4 separate regions of the Mus musculus genome follow, and regions 1, 2 and 4 are each linked to region 3. Evidence: chromatin contacts called from public HiChIP or PLAC-seq and promoter capture Hi-C data. All regions are on one chromosome and are shown on one strand. Each heading gives the region's core, a stretch centred on a gene start, on an enhancer-like site or on the middle of the called end of the contact. The rest is flanking DNA. Distances are from core to core; before and after follow the strand shown.

Region 1 (2,756 bases), core at 223-2,722, 300 kb after region 3:
ATCGGGCTGGTGAGATGGCTCAGTGGGTAAGAGCACTGACTGCCCTTCTGAAGGTCCTGAGTTCAAATCCCAGCAACCACATGGTGGCTCACAACCATCTGTCGTGAGATCTGACGCCCACTTCTGGCACGTCTGAAGTCAGCTACAGTGTACTTATTTATAATAATAAATATGGGCAGGAGAGAGTGCGGTTGCCCTAAAATTCAATTCCGAACAACCAGATGAAGACTCACAACTATCCGTACTGCTACAGTGTGTACTCATATACATAAAATAAATAAATCTTCAAACAAACAAACAATCACACCATGCTAGCACACACCCCTTAGTTGATTGGGCGATGTTAGGATAAGCTTTTCTGTTACTAGAGAGATATGGCCACATCCCAACCAGGGATCTTCAACAGTTCCCAAGGACCAAAGAACTAACTTATTTCCCAACTATTTTGTTGTATGATACAGGGTCTCTCTGTAGTCTTGGAGCTCACTGTGTAGGCTACATACTTAGAGAGATTCTCCTGCCTCTGCTTGCCCAGAGTCAAAAGACCTGCGCCACCACACCAGGCCTTTATTTCCCACGCATTCTTTCAGTTCAGATCTGGCCAGCTTCTCAAGACCAGTTCCCACGGACCCACTCACCATCAGGGCCCTGGCGGGCAGCAGCGTGCAGCGCCGTGTCGCCATGGCGGTCCTGGTGGGCAGGGTCAGCGCCGAGACGCAGCAGCAGGCACAGGGCAGGGGCATCGTGGCGGGCGCAGGCCCTGTGGAGAGGCGGGGGCTGCCCAGCGTCCACATCAAGCCCGGGATGTCGCTGGAGGAGAGCCTGGGCTCGCACCAGCCGTCCTGCAGACAAGTACCGCCGGAAGCGTCGCTCTCGGCGGTGCCGGCGGGAAGCGGAGGCCATGGAACAACTCTGGGGCTGAGGAAGAAGTGGGAAATGGCAGCGGTGAGGTCCCAGCTCCGCTCTTCCCCGTTTCTCCCTTTACCTCCTATTTCCTCCCCCTTGCATCTCCAGCAAGAGATAAGGCCTATTCTAAACTCTCATCCCTTAGCAGATGGCAAGTTTGGGGCGGAGGGTGGGGATGGGGTTGGAGTTGGGGGCTGGTGGGGAGGGGGGAATCACAGAGTTAATTTTTGATGTAATTTTTGAGAAAATGATACATAGTTGTTTTAAGGTTCCAGAGCCCAAGAAAAAAGTTAATTCTGAACTTTGGAGGGAAACAACAACAACAACAACAAAAATCAAGTAAGGCCAGATGGGGGCAATTTTCATTAGCCACAAATCTGGAGAAAAGTCACAAATTCAAAGAGCGATCTAGAAATGGAATATAATGTACCCGACAGACAGACGTAGAGGCTTCTTCCTCTGGGGCCTGGGGGGAGGGGTTACTCATCAGACCTGCTCCCCGCCCCCCCAAGGACCCTCAGAGACGGAGGCCGGAGGCCTGGGCTTAAGACGCTCGGAGAAGGGAGGTGGGGAGGGAGGAGGCGCGCCAGGATGCAGGAAATGGCGCAAGCACACGCGCAAGTTTCGGGCGGAAATGAACTGTGTGTTCCATCCCGGAAATCGTACCGAACGCTCGGACTGGGTGACTTGTGATTAGGTCTCCGGAGGGGAAATAAGACAATTTGCGACATAGGGTCCTCCTGCAAGCGGAAGATGAGAGGCGAGCTTTCGAAGGGAGGCAGAGGCAGAGGCAGGCCTGGTCTATAGGGCGAGCTGCAGCGACAGCCAGGACTACAGAGAGAATCCCTGTCTCGAAACACACACACACAATCTCACACACACACACATAATCACACACACACCACACAACCACAATGAGGCCAAGTATATGGGTAGATCAAAAAAGAAAAACACATGGTTAGACACTAACAAGGCAAACGTAGGACAGAGCAGGGAGATGTGTGCAGACGTTCAGATTTGGGGGGAAAGTCTGAAGAGAAGATGGAGGCTGAAAAGAGGGGGTAAGGGCGGAGGGAGGCGTGGAGACACAGTTGGGAGTGTAAGTGAAACCCAGCGTACTGTGTCCAAGCGCATCCTTACCTTCCCACACCATTCTCATCGCCTTTGTGTCTCCTTCGAGACCACCAACCAAGATCTCCTCACACCCAAACACTCTGCCCTCCGCTTCCCCCAGACCCATCTCTGTGGACCCTGGTGACACGGAGAGGCCCTGCACCTGCTGCAGTAGTCAGCACAGGGCTGGTCTCTGCTGCCCTCGGGCGGCCGTTTCGGGTACTACCTCAGTGAGGTTCGAGAGGAGGACCAGTCATCAGTGTGAGGATGACAGACACCCACCCGGTGCAGGAGACTGAGTGAAAACGGGAGCGCTAAGACCCAGTGGGAGTGGAGGACCGCATCAAGGGCCCGGAGGAGTAGGCGCTGGAGGGTGGGAGCCGTCTGGTACCTCGGTCGCCTTCGGAACAGCATCCTCTCTAGTGATAAAAATGGCCAGTCAGACCCAGGGTATCCAGCAGCTCCTCCAGGCTGAGAAGCGGGCAGCGGAGAAGGTGGCCGATGCCAGGAAGAGTGAGCCCCCCTTTCCTCTCTTAGGAATATGGAAGGAGAATTTAGGAATAGGGGATAGCGGGCATTTGAGTCCTTAGGAAAAAAAAGCCCAAGGACAATGAGGACAGATGGGGGACTGAGGCTATTAGGGTAGAAGAAACGGGTGGGTTTTACAGTCTAGCATTTGGTTGGTTGACAGGAAACTGGATAACTTTCTAGAGGGCACTGATCCCACTAACGCACCT
Region 2 (2,700 bases), core at 50-2,549, 260 kb before region 3:
AATGTATGAGAGAAGAATTTTTTAAAAATTAAAAGGCAAGATGGGTGTGGTGGTGCATACCTTTGACCCCAGCACTCAGGAGGCAGAGGCAGGTAGATCTTTGAGTTTGAGGCAGGCCGGGTCTACAAAGAAAGTTCCAGGACAGTCAGCACTACACAGAGAAACAAAAAACTAACCAACCAACTAACCAACCAACCAAACAAACAAAAAAGTGATTGTTGGCTGAGCATAGTGGTGTCTGCTGGTCATCTTGGCTTTGCGGAGGTAGAGACAGGATGATCAAAAGTTCAAGGCCATCCTGGGCTGCATAGTGGATGTGAAGCTAGCCTGAGCTACAGGAGACCTGCATTAAAGAAAGAGAAGGAGAAGGAGGAAGAGAGAGAGGAAGAAGAGGAGAAGGAAGAAGAGGAGGAGGGAGAAGAGGAAGAAGAGGAGAAGGGAGAAGAGGAGGAAGAAGAGGAGGAGGAAGAAGAGGAGGAGGAAGAGGAGGAAGGAGGTGAAAAGAAGGTGGAGGGGAGGAGGAGGAAGAGGAAGAGAAGGAGGAGAAGAAGAGGAAGAGAATGAGGAGGAGGGGAGGAAGAGGAAGAGGAGAAGAGGAAGAGGAGGGGGGAGGGGGAAGGGTAGAGAAAGGAGTGGGATGGACTCACTCTCACCCCTACAGGAGTCTGTCAGGCTGTGCACTGGGCACTGGGGAGCTGGTCCAGGTGTTTGGGGAAGGCCATGGCCTCTGTACTCATCGGCCAGACTCCCTTGGCACAGACGTGTTGGCACCAACCTTATCCAGCAACTTTTCATGCTAAGCACATGCAGCAGAGTGGGGTCAGGCGAGGTACCTGTTCTCATGGGATGCTGAGTGCTATGTGGAGCGTGGGCGGGCCTCTGTGATTGGGAGGGTGGGGACAAGCGGCTCTGCCCGACATGAGGATGGCCTGAGTAAGGGCAGAACTGTTAAGATGTCAGCTTGTAGGCGTCAAAAAGAGCATTCTAGACAGAGGGGGCAAAGCACAGAGGCCTTAGGGTAGTCTTTGCAGAGCAAACAGAAGATGGGTTTGGAGCATAGTATCGGTGAGAGGAACACGGTGAAGGAGGGAAGACAGTGAGCAGACGACATCAGAAAGAGACAGACCAGATCTGCCCAGAGAGGCCCTTCTTCAGCTTTGGATTTTCATCCATGTGTGAGCTGAGTTTGTTGCCAGTAGGTGTTCTGCTGATGTGTGCTGGAGATGAGGGGAACTGACCTTTACTGAGTCAGTTCTCACACGGGTGTTTTTCCCCCCCCTCCCCCCAGCCTTCTGAACCATGGCAGCTCAGTGCACCCCGTCTATTCTGACCATCCTGGTGTTGCTTGGCTTAGCCAGAGCAGGCCCATTCTCTCCTCGGTCTAATGTGACACTTCCGGCCCCACGGCCCCCTCCCAAGCCCGGTGGTCCTTCTTCTCAGCTGTACGAGCATACTGTGGAAGGAGGAGAGAAGCAGGTGGTGTTCACCCATCGCATTAACCTGCCCCCGTCAGCCGGCTGCGGCTGTCCCCCGGGCTCTGAGCCCCCGGTGCCTGCTTCAGAGGTGCAGGCCCTGAGGGTCCGCCTGGAGATCCTGGAGGAGCTGGTAAAAGGGCTTAAGGAGCACTGCACAGGAGGATGCTGTCCCACTGCGGCCCAAGCTGGCACAGGTGAGCCGCTGGTGGGGTGGGGGAGGAGGGGGGGGGAAAGAGGGTGGGGATGGGAGAATCGCCAAGCAACTAGGAGCTAAAATGACCTTTTGAAAATAAGATGTCCATAGGACACTTACACGGGCTGGGTCTCACTTCTTATTGCTCCAGGCCAGACTGACGTGCGCAGCCTCTGCAGCCTCCACGGTGTCTTTGACCTGAGCCGCTGCGCCTGTTCCTGTGAGCCTGGCTGGGGTGGACCCACCTGCTCAGACCCTACGGACACAAAGACGCCCACCTCATCGCCGCCCTCCAAGTCCTGTCCCGAAGACTGCAACGACCAGGGACGCTGCGTCCGAGGACGCTGCGTGTGCTTCCCCGGCTACAGTGGCCCCAGCTGTAGCTGGCCCTCTTGCCCTGGAGATTGTCAGGGGCGCGGGCGCTGCGTGAAGGGCGTGTGCGTGTGTCGCGCGGGCTTCTCAGGCCCTGACTGCAGCCAGCGCTCTTGCCCTCGCAACTGCAACCAGAGAGGACGCTGCGAGGAAGGACGCTGCGTGTGTGACCCCGGCTACTCCGGTGAGGACTGTGGGGTGCGGAGCTGTCCCAGGGGATGCAGCCAAAGAGGCCGCTGCGAGAACGGCCTCTGCGTGTGCAACCCCGGCTACTCTGGCGAGGACTGTGGGGTGCGGAACTGTCCCAGGGGCTGCAGCCAGAGGGGTCGCTGCGAGGACGGCCGCTGTGTGTGCGATCCCGGCTATAGTGGCGAAGATTGCAGCATGAGGACCTGCCCATGGGACTGTGGCGACGGAGGGCGCTGCGTGGACGGTCGCTGCGTGTGCTGGCCCGGGTACTCGGGCGAAGACTGTAGCACGCGGACGTGCCCGCGTGACTGCCGTGGCCGGGGCCGCTGCGAGGACGGGGAATGTATCTGTGACGCAGGCTACAGTGGCGACGACTGCGGTGTGCGGAGCTGCCCCGGGGACTGTAACCAAAGGGGCCACTGTGAGGATGGCCGCTGCGTGTGCTGGCCCGGGTATACTGGAGCGGACTGT
Region 3 (2,700 bases), core at 119-2,618:
TTTTTTGTCTTGTTATCACCCTATGACATATACAGTTATTTATCCCACTTTGTGTGAGAAAAACAGGTTATACAGCCTGGTCTACAGCCAGCCAGGGAAGTTGTATCAAACTGCCTGAAGTGGCCCGGACAGGAAACCAGGATGTTTGGTTTATACACCCCAGATTATTTTGGGGTACAGTGGGGTGCCATTATCAGGATCCACCCTGACGGATCTACTTTGCCTCTCAGTCGAGGACCTGGAGAGAAATGATGGTTCCCAGGAGCGGCCTTACTACATGCCCAAGGCACTCCTGAAGATTCTGGGCAAGAAGAATGAGGCACCTACAGGGGGAAAGACCAGGAAGAAGTGAGAGACTCATCGTGACCTGGAAATGCAGCCCTCCTGTACAGAAGCCCTGCCGTCAATGCCTTGAGAATCACGATTTTGTAGAAAACAGATTTTATTAAAGACTAATATTTTATATTCTTGATAAGTTTATGGCTTTATTTTCAGTGAAAACTTGCTTCCTTTTTTTTTTTTTTTAATTAAAATCCAAATTGCTATCACACGATTCAATACCCAGTAAGAAAAACTTGTTCGGTGACTGAGGCCAGGAGACTGGGGTGTAACTCAGCTGGTAGAGTTTGCCTAGCATGGAAGGGTCCCCGGATTCTGTCTATAGCATAAGCAGGGCTGGGACACATGCCTGTAATCGGTACTTGGGAGGTACAGGCAGGAGCACTGGAATTTCCAAGTTATCTGTGTCTGTTTAGAGACAGAATTTTTCTGTGTAGCCCTGGCTATCCTAGAACTCACTCTGTAGACCAGGCTGGCTTAGAACTCAGGAAGGAGGGTGGCTCTTTTTTCATTCATTCGTCGCTTTTTTTTTTTTTTTTTTTTTTTAGCTTTTCAAGACAGGGTTTCTCTGTGTAGCCCAGGCTGGCCTCGAACTCAGAAATTTGCCTGCCTCTACCTCTGCCTCCCAAGTGCTGGGATTAAAGGCGTGCGCCACCACGCCCAGCTGCTTATTATTTTTAACCTAGTGATTCTAATCAGTGTTAGTCATGTGCTTAAGGGCATTGGGGTCATCCACTGGGACGTGGGGTACCATGGGCACACTCCTAAAGAAAAGTGCCTTTCTCTCCCCTAGCAGCCATCAACTGCCAAGATCTCCTCAGCTAGGAGTGGGGCTTCCCAACCCTAGGGACTCATACAAACTAGGAAGGTACTCTACCAACTGAGTCATATGCCATCCCTAACCTGTCTCTTCCACAAGGGGTCAGTGCCTTTCATAGCCGCCGGTTGCTTTAAAACACGCCCCGCCCCTTTCGTCACGTTCTGGCGTTAGAGCCAGTCAAAAGGCTCACACAGACTGGGGCCGCCTCTGGGTCACATGCTGATGGACTAATTGGAGTCGCGGCAGCGCGGGCTGCGGCCCCCAAGGGGAGGGGTCGGAGTGACGTGCGCGCTTTTAAAGGGCCGAGGTCAGCTGACGGCTTGCCACCGGTGACCAGTTCCTGGACAGGGATCGCCGGGAGCTATGGTGGGGGCAGACCCGACCAGACCCCGGGGACCGCTGAGCTATTGGGCGGGCCGTCGGGGTCAGGGGCTCGCAGCGATCTTCCTGCTCCTGGTGTCCGCGGCGGAATCCGAGGCCAGGGCAGAGGATGACTTCAGCCTGGTGAGCCTTGCTGCACCTGCAGAGGTGGCCACTGCCCAGCTCGGCCATCCCTCCGCGTGACACTCCTGCCCCTCCATCCCCTCCCAACACCTTTGCTTCCTTGGGCCCCTGGCTCAACTGTTATGGGGTCCTGCCCCTCATCCCTGAAGGTTCCTTCTCCCCTCGCAGCCTCTCCTTGCTCAGGAGCCTCCAGGTTCGGCCCATACTATCCTCTGGGCTCCCACCTCTTGTTCTAGGACACCCTTCACCCCTACTCAGGCTCCCCATTACCCTCTCTCATGGGAACCCTGGCTGGAGCCAGTACCTATCGGTCTTAGGTACCTTAAACCTCGTGAAGCTTGTCTGCATTGAGGTGTCCTTCTGCGCAGGTGCAGCCGCTGGTGACCATGGAGCAGCTGCTGTGGGTGAGCGGGAAGCAGATCGGCTCTGTAGACACTTTCCGCATCCCGCTCATCACAGCCACCCCTCGGGGCACGCTCCTGGCCTTCGCTGAGGCCAGGAAAAAATCTGCATCCGATGAGGGGGCCAAGTTCATCGCCATGAGGAGGTCCACGGACCAGGGTAACAAAGGCTCCCGGGTGGAAAGAGCGGGTGCTGGGTTGTATGGGTGATCGGGGTAGGGAGTTGGGGGTTCCCTTCATCAATGGAGCAGAGCCGAGCAGACCCCGGGGACCACTGAGCTGCTGGGCTGGTTGGGGTCAGGGGCTCACAGCGATCTTCCTGCTCCTGGCATCCGAGGCCAGGGCAGAGGATGACTTCAGCCCAGAGATAGAACTTTGGGGCTTGAGTCCCTAATGAGTTAGGGAAACCAGAGGATGAATTTTGTCCATAGTTTCTGTAACTAAGAACCAAGGTACTGAAAATGAGAATTATGTCTCAGGGGAATTAGCAGGAAATAATGTCAGAGAAAGAAGAAACATGGTTCTGGTGCCACATTGAGGTCCCCGGGGAGAGGCAGGAAGTAAACAACAACCCGTACAATTTTCTCTCTGCTCTTTTTTTTTTCTTCTTCTTCTAGGTAGCACGTGGTCCTCTAC
Region 4 (2,807 bases), core at 290-2,789, 450 kb after region 3:
AGAAGAAATGTAATGGAGACAGATCCTCTCTGTGAAGCACTGCCTAACCCCAACAGCATCTCTAGGTTGGTCAGGAAGAAACCTAAGAGCATCAAATCCCCACGGAAAATGCTCACAGCATCCAATAACAGTGGTTCAGGGAGACAGGGTCTGCTGAATCCCGGTGAATCTGGGGGGCTGCTGTGGAGATCTGCATGGGGAGGTGACTGGAGTTCACACCGGTGGTCACACACATTTGTTGCTCTGTGTGATGAGTGACTCTCTTCAGGAGTCCCCACCCAACTCTGCTCTTCTTTCCACTTCACTTCTGTGGCTATGGTTTGAAAAGATCCACAGAATCATGAAATGGGTAAAATTAATCTTCCCCCACACTACTGATCAGGGATGAAACCTCACATCACCAGTGTGTGCTCTCTGGCATGAGAATCATCTTTCTTCCAGTGTCCACACTGCACAGGCCTGAGAAACTCTGGGGCCAACTCGGTTATCAGAACCAGTGTCCCACACAGCTGTGACATTCATGTCCCTCACCTCATCAGTTCAAAAGTGTGAGTGAAGGTCAGGGAGGGAGGGAGAGGGTCAGAAATTACATAGCTTCTACCGTACTATCATCATTATTCTGTGTTATAGTTGGTGACAGTTCCTCTCCTACTGTTATTGAGTCACTAAAGCAACTGCACCATGGAAGTACAGTCACAGAGAAGTGAAGTGGAGACAGGGATCAGTGCCCTGCTGTCTGTGGTCTGCACAGGGGTCTCTCTTCAGTGGACAAGGGGGTCTCCTGTGCTGAGACAATGTCCCAGGTCCACAGAGACAAACTCAGAAGGAAGATCTTTGTTTTTAAAAAAACAAAAAAGAAACAAACAAAAAACCTGCAGCCACAGACTTCATCTAGGAAGTGACACAAGGAATCTGTGTCCCAGCACAGGGCTGAGAAGACAGATCCTGAGGGAAAAGACGAAGTATCCTCTTTATAGAAGAGAGTCCTGCACTCAGGCTTGGCAGTGTGAGCCGCCCACTGCAGGTGAACAGAGCCTGGTCTCTGTGGTGTTCTAATGGGGCTTGCAGGCCAGCGCCTCTGCTTTAAGGAGAAGCCTCTCTCCACTGCATCCCCAAGCGCTTGTGTTGCCATTGTATTCCTGGAAGTGGCTTTTCTTCTGGAAGGCTCCAGGGTCTGACTTCTGAAGAGAAGAAGGAAGAGGAAGGGTGGAGGGAAGATACAGAGAGTCTGGCCTGCAGGTCTCTTCTCTCCTGGTGTCCTGACAGCTTCTGGGTCAGAACTCGGAGACACCAAGACAAACAGCTCTCTGTCCACAGCACAGGGTTCAGGCAAAGTCTTAGTCTCCAGGCAGTGAGATCAGGGGTGGGGATTTCCCATCTCCCCAGTTTCACTTCTGCTCCTAACTTGGGTCAGGTCCTTCTGCCCGGACACTGATGACTTACTGGCAGTTCTCACCCCCATTGGGTGACGTGATCACCGGGAACCAATCATCGTCGCCGCGGGAGCAGGTTATAAAGTCCACACAGCCCGCCAGAGTCAGATGCCCAGAATCCCAGAGGGGAGCAATGGCGTCAACAATGCTGCTTCTGCTGGTGGCAGTCGCCCAGACCCTGATCGAGATCCGCGCGGGTGAGTACCGGGTCCGGAGGGAAATGGCCTCTGAGGAAAGGGGAGGGGGCGGCACGGGGGAAGCCGCGTCCCGGCGTCGCCCACCTGACCCTCCGCCCCTTCTCCACCCTAGCCCCGCGCCCTGCTCCCCTCCCGGCCCGCTCACCCGCCGGGGGTCCCGGAAGGAGTTCGGGGTCTCACCGCGCCCTGCCTCCAGGCCCACACTTGCTGAGTTATTTCTACACCTCCGTGTCCCGGCCGGGCCTTGGGGAGCCCCGGTTCATCTCTGTCGGTTACGTGGACAACACGGAGTTCGTGCGCTTCGACAGCGACGCGGAGAATCCGAGATATGAGCCGCGGGCACCGTGGATGGAGCAGGAGGGGCCGGAGTATTGGGAGCGGGAAACACAGAAAGCCAAGGGCAATGAGCAGATTTTCCGAGTGAACCTGAGGACCCTGCTCAGCTACTACAACCAGAGCGCGGGCGGTGAGTGACCCCGGATCGGAGGTCACGACCCCTCCACGTCCCAAAACAGGGGCCCGAGACGTCCCGGGCCCCAAGTTCGAGGTTCTGAGCAGAACGGACGCGGGACTGGTTTCCCTTTCAGTTTGGAGGAGTCCGCGGGTGGGCGGGGCCGGGGCGTGTGGGCGGGGCTGACCGCGGGGTCCCGCAGGCTCTCACACTATTCAGGTGATCTCTGGCTGTGAAGTGGGGTCCGACGGGCGCCTCCTCCGCGGGTACCAGCAGTTCGCCTACGACGGCCGCGATTACATCGCCCTGAACGAAGACCTGAAAACGTGGACGGCGGCGGACATGGCGGCACAGATCACCCGACGCAAGTGGGAGCAGGCTGGTGCTACAGAGAAAAGCAAGGCCTACCTGGAGGGCGCGTGCGTGCAGTCCCTCCGCAGATACCTGGAGCTCGGGAAGGAGACGCTGCTGCGCACAGGTGCAGGGGCCGCGGGCAGCTCCTCCCTCTGCCCTCGGGCTGGGGCTCAGTCCTGGGGAAGAAGAAACCCTCAGCTGGGGTGATGCCCCTGTCTCAGAGGGGAGAGAGTGACCCTGGGTCTCCTGATCCCTCATCACAGTGACTGCACTGACTCTCCCAGGGCTCAGCCTTCTCCCTGGACAGTGCCCAGGCTGTCTCAGGAGGGAAGGAGAGAATTTCCCTGAGGTAACAACAGCTGCTCCCTTCAG

The links. Promoter capture Hi-C pulls out the DNA fragments that hold promoters and counts their contacts. HiChIP or PLAC-seq counts read pairs in DNA pulled down with a chosen protein or histone mark.
Region 1: a promoter capture Hi-C map of pre-B cells shows a contact between it and region 3. The contact joins the promoter of Nfkbil1 here to the promoter of Neu1 in region 3. A contact is called at or near these places in 15 of 39 promoter capture datasets (the 3T3-L1 cell line, the C10 cell line, the HPC-7 cell line and 9 more), 1 of 15 datasets of contacts at CTCF or cohesin (embryonic stem cells), 9 of 484 Hi-C or Micro-C datasets (B cells, CD8 T cells, cardiomyocytes and 2 more), 19 of 115 datasets of contacts at active chromatin or transcription factors (the SCID.adh cell line, T-cell acute lymphoblastic leukemia, bone marrow-derived dendritic cells and 9 more) and 3 of 9 other capture datasets (adipose tissue, embryonic stem cells and liver).
Region 2: a contact with region 3 is called in a promoter capture Hi-C map of liver, with 2.1 times the contacts expected there. The contact joins the promoter of Tnxb here to the promoter of Neu1 in region 3. A contact is called at or near these places in 5 of 39 promoter capture datasets (the SN4741 cell line, cranial neural crest, embryonic stem cells and 2 more), 3 of 484 Hi-C or Micro-C datasets (the G1E-ER4 cell line, cumulus cells and embryonic stem cells), 4 of 115 datasets of contacts at active chromatin or transcription factors (the HPC-7 cell line, embryonic stem cells, pancreatic cancer cells and 1 more) and 1 of 9 other capture datasets (adipose tissue).
Region 4: an HNF4G HiChIP or PLAC-seq map of pancreatic cancer cells shows a contact between it and region 3. The contact joins the promoter of H2-Q4 here to the promoter of Neu1 in region 3. A contact is called at or near these places in 2 of 115 datasets of contacts at active chromatin or transcription factors (microglia and pancreatic cancer cells).

Annotation. Positions count from the first base shown.
Region 1 is chr17:35,234,314-35,237,069 of GRCm38.p6, forward strand. Nfkbil1 (nuclear factor of kappa light polypeptide gene enhancer in B cells inhibitor like 1) reads right to left here and starts at 1,473. Exons shown (of 4, transcript NM_010909.5): 1 at 1,337-1,473; 2 at 639-918. The coding sequence starts at 1,393. Atp6v1g2 (ATPase, H+ transporting, lysosomal V1 subunit G2) reads left to right here and starts at 2,283. Exons shown (of 3, transcript NM_023179.3): 1 at 2,283-2,532. The coding sequence starts at 2,451.
Region 2 is chr17:34,669,236-34,671,935 of GRCm38.p6, forward strand. Tnxb (tenascin XB) reads left to right here and starts at 1,300. Exons shown (of 33, transcript NM_031176.2): 1 at 1,300-1,669; 2 at 1,820-2,700. The coding sequence starts at 1,300.
Region 3 is chr17:34,929,885-34,932,584 of GRCm38.p6, forward strand. It overlaps Neu1 (neuraminidase 1), which reads left to right and starts at 1,369. Exons shown (of 6, transcript NM_010893.3): 1 at 1,369-1,663; 2 at 2,032-2,224; 3 at 2,682-2,700. The coding sequence starts at 1,523. Slc44a4 (solute carrier family 44, member 4) reads left to right here. Exons shown (of 21, transcript NM_023557.3): 21 at 231-552. The coding sequence ends at 352.
Region 4 is chr17:35,378,078-35,380,884 of GRCm38.p6, forward strand. It overlaps H2-Q4 (histocompatibility 2, Q region locus 4), which reads left to right and starts at 1,540. Exons shown (of 6, transcript NM_001143689.1): 1 at 1,540-1,630; 2 at 1,743-2,096; 3 at 2,284-2,559. The coding sequence starts at 1,567.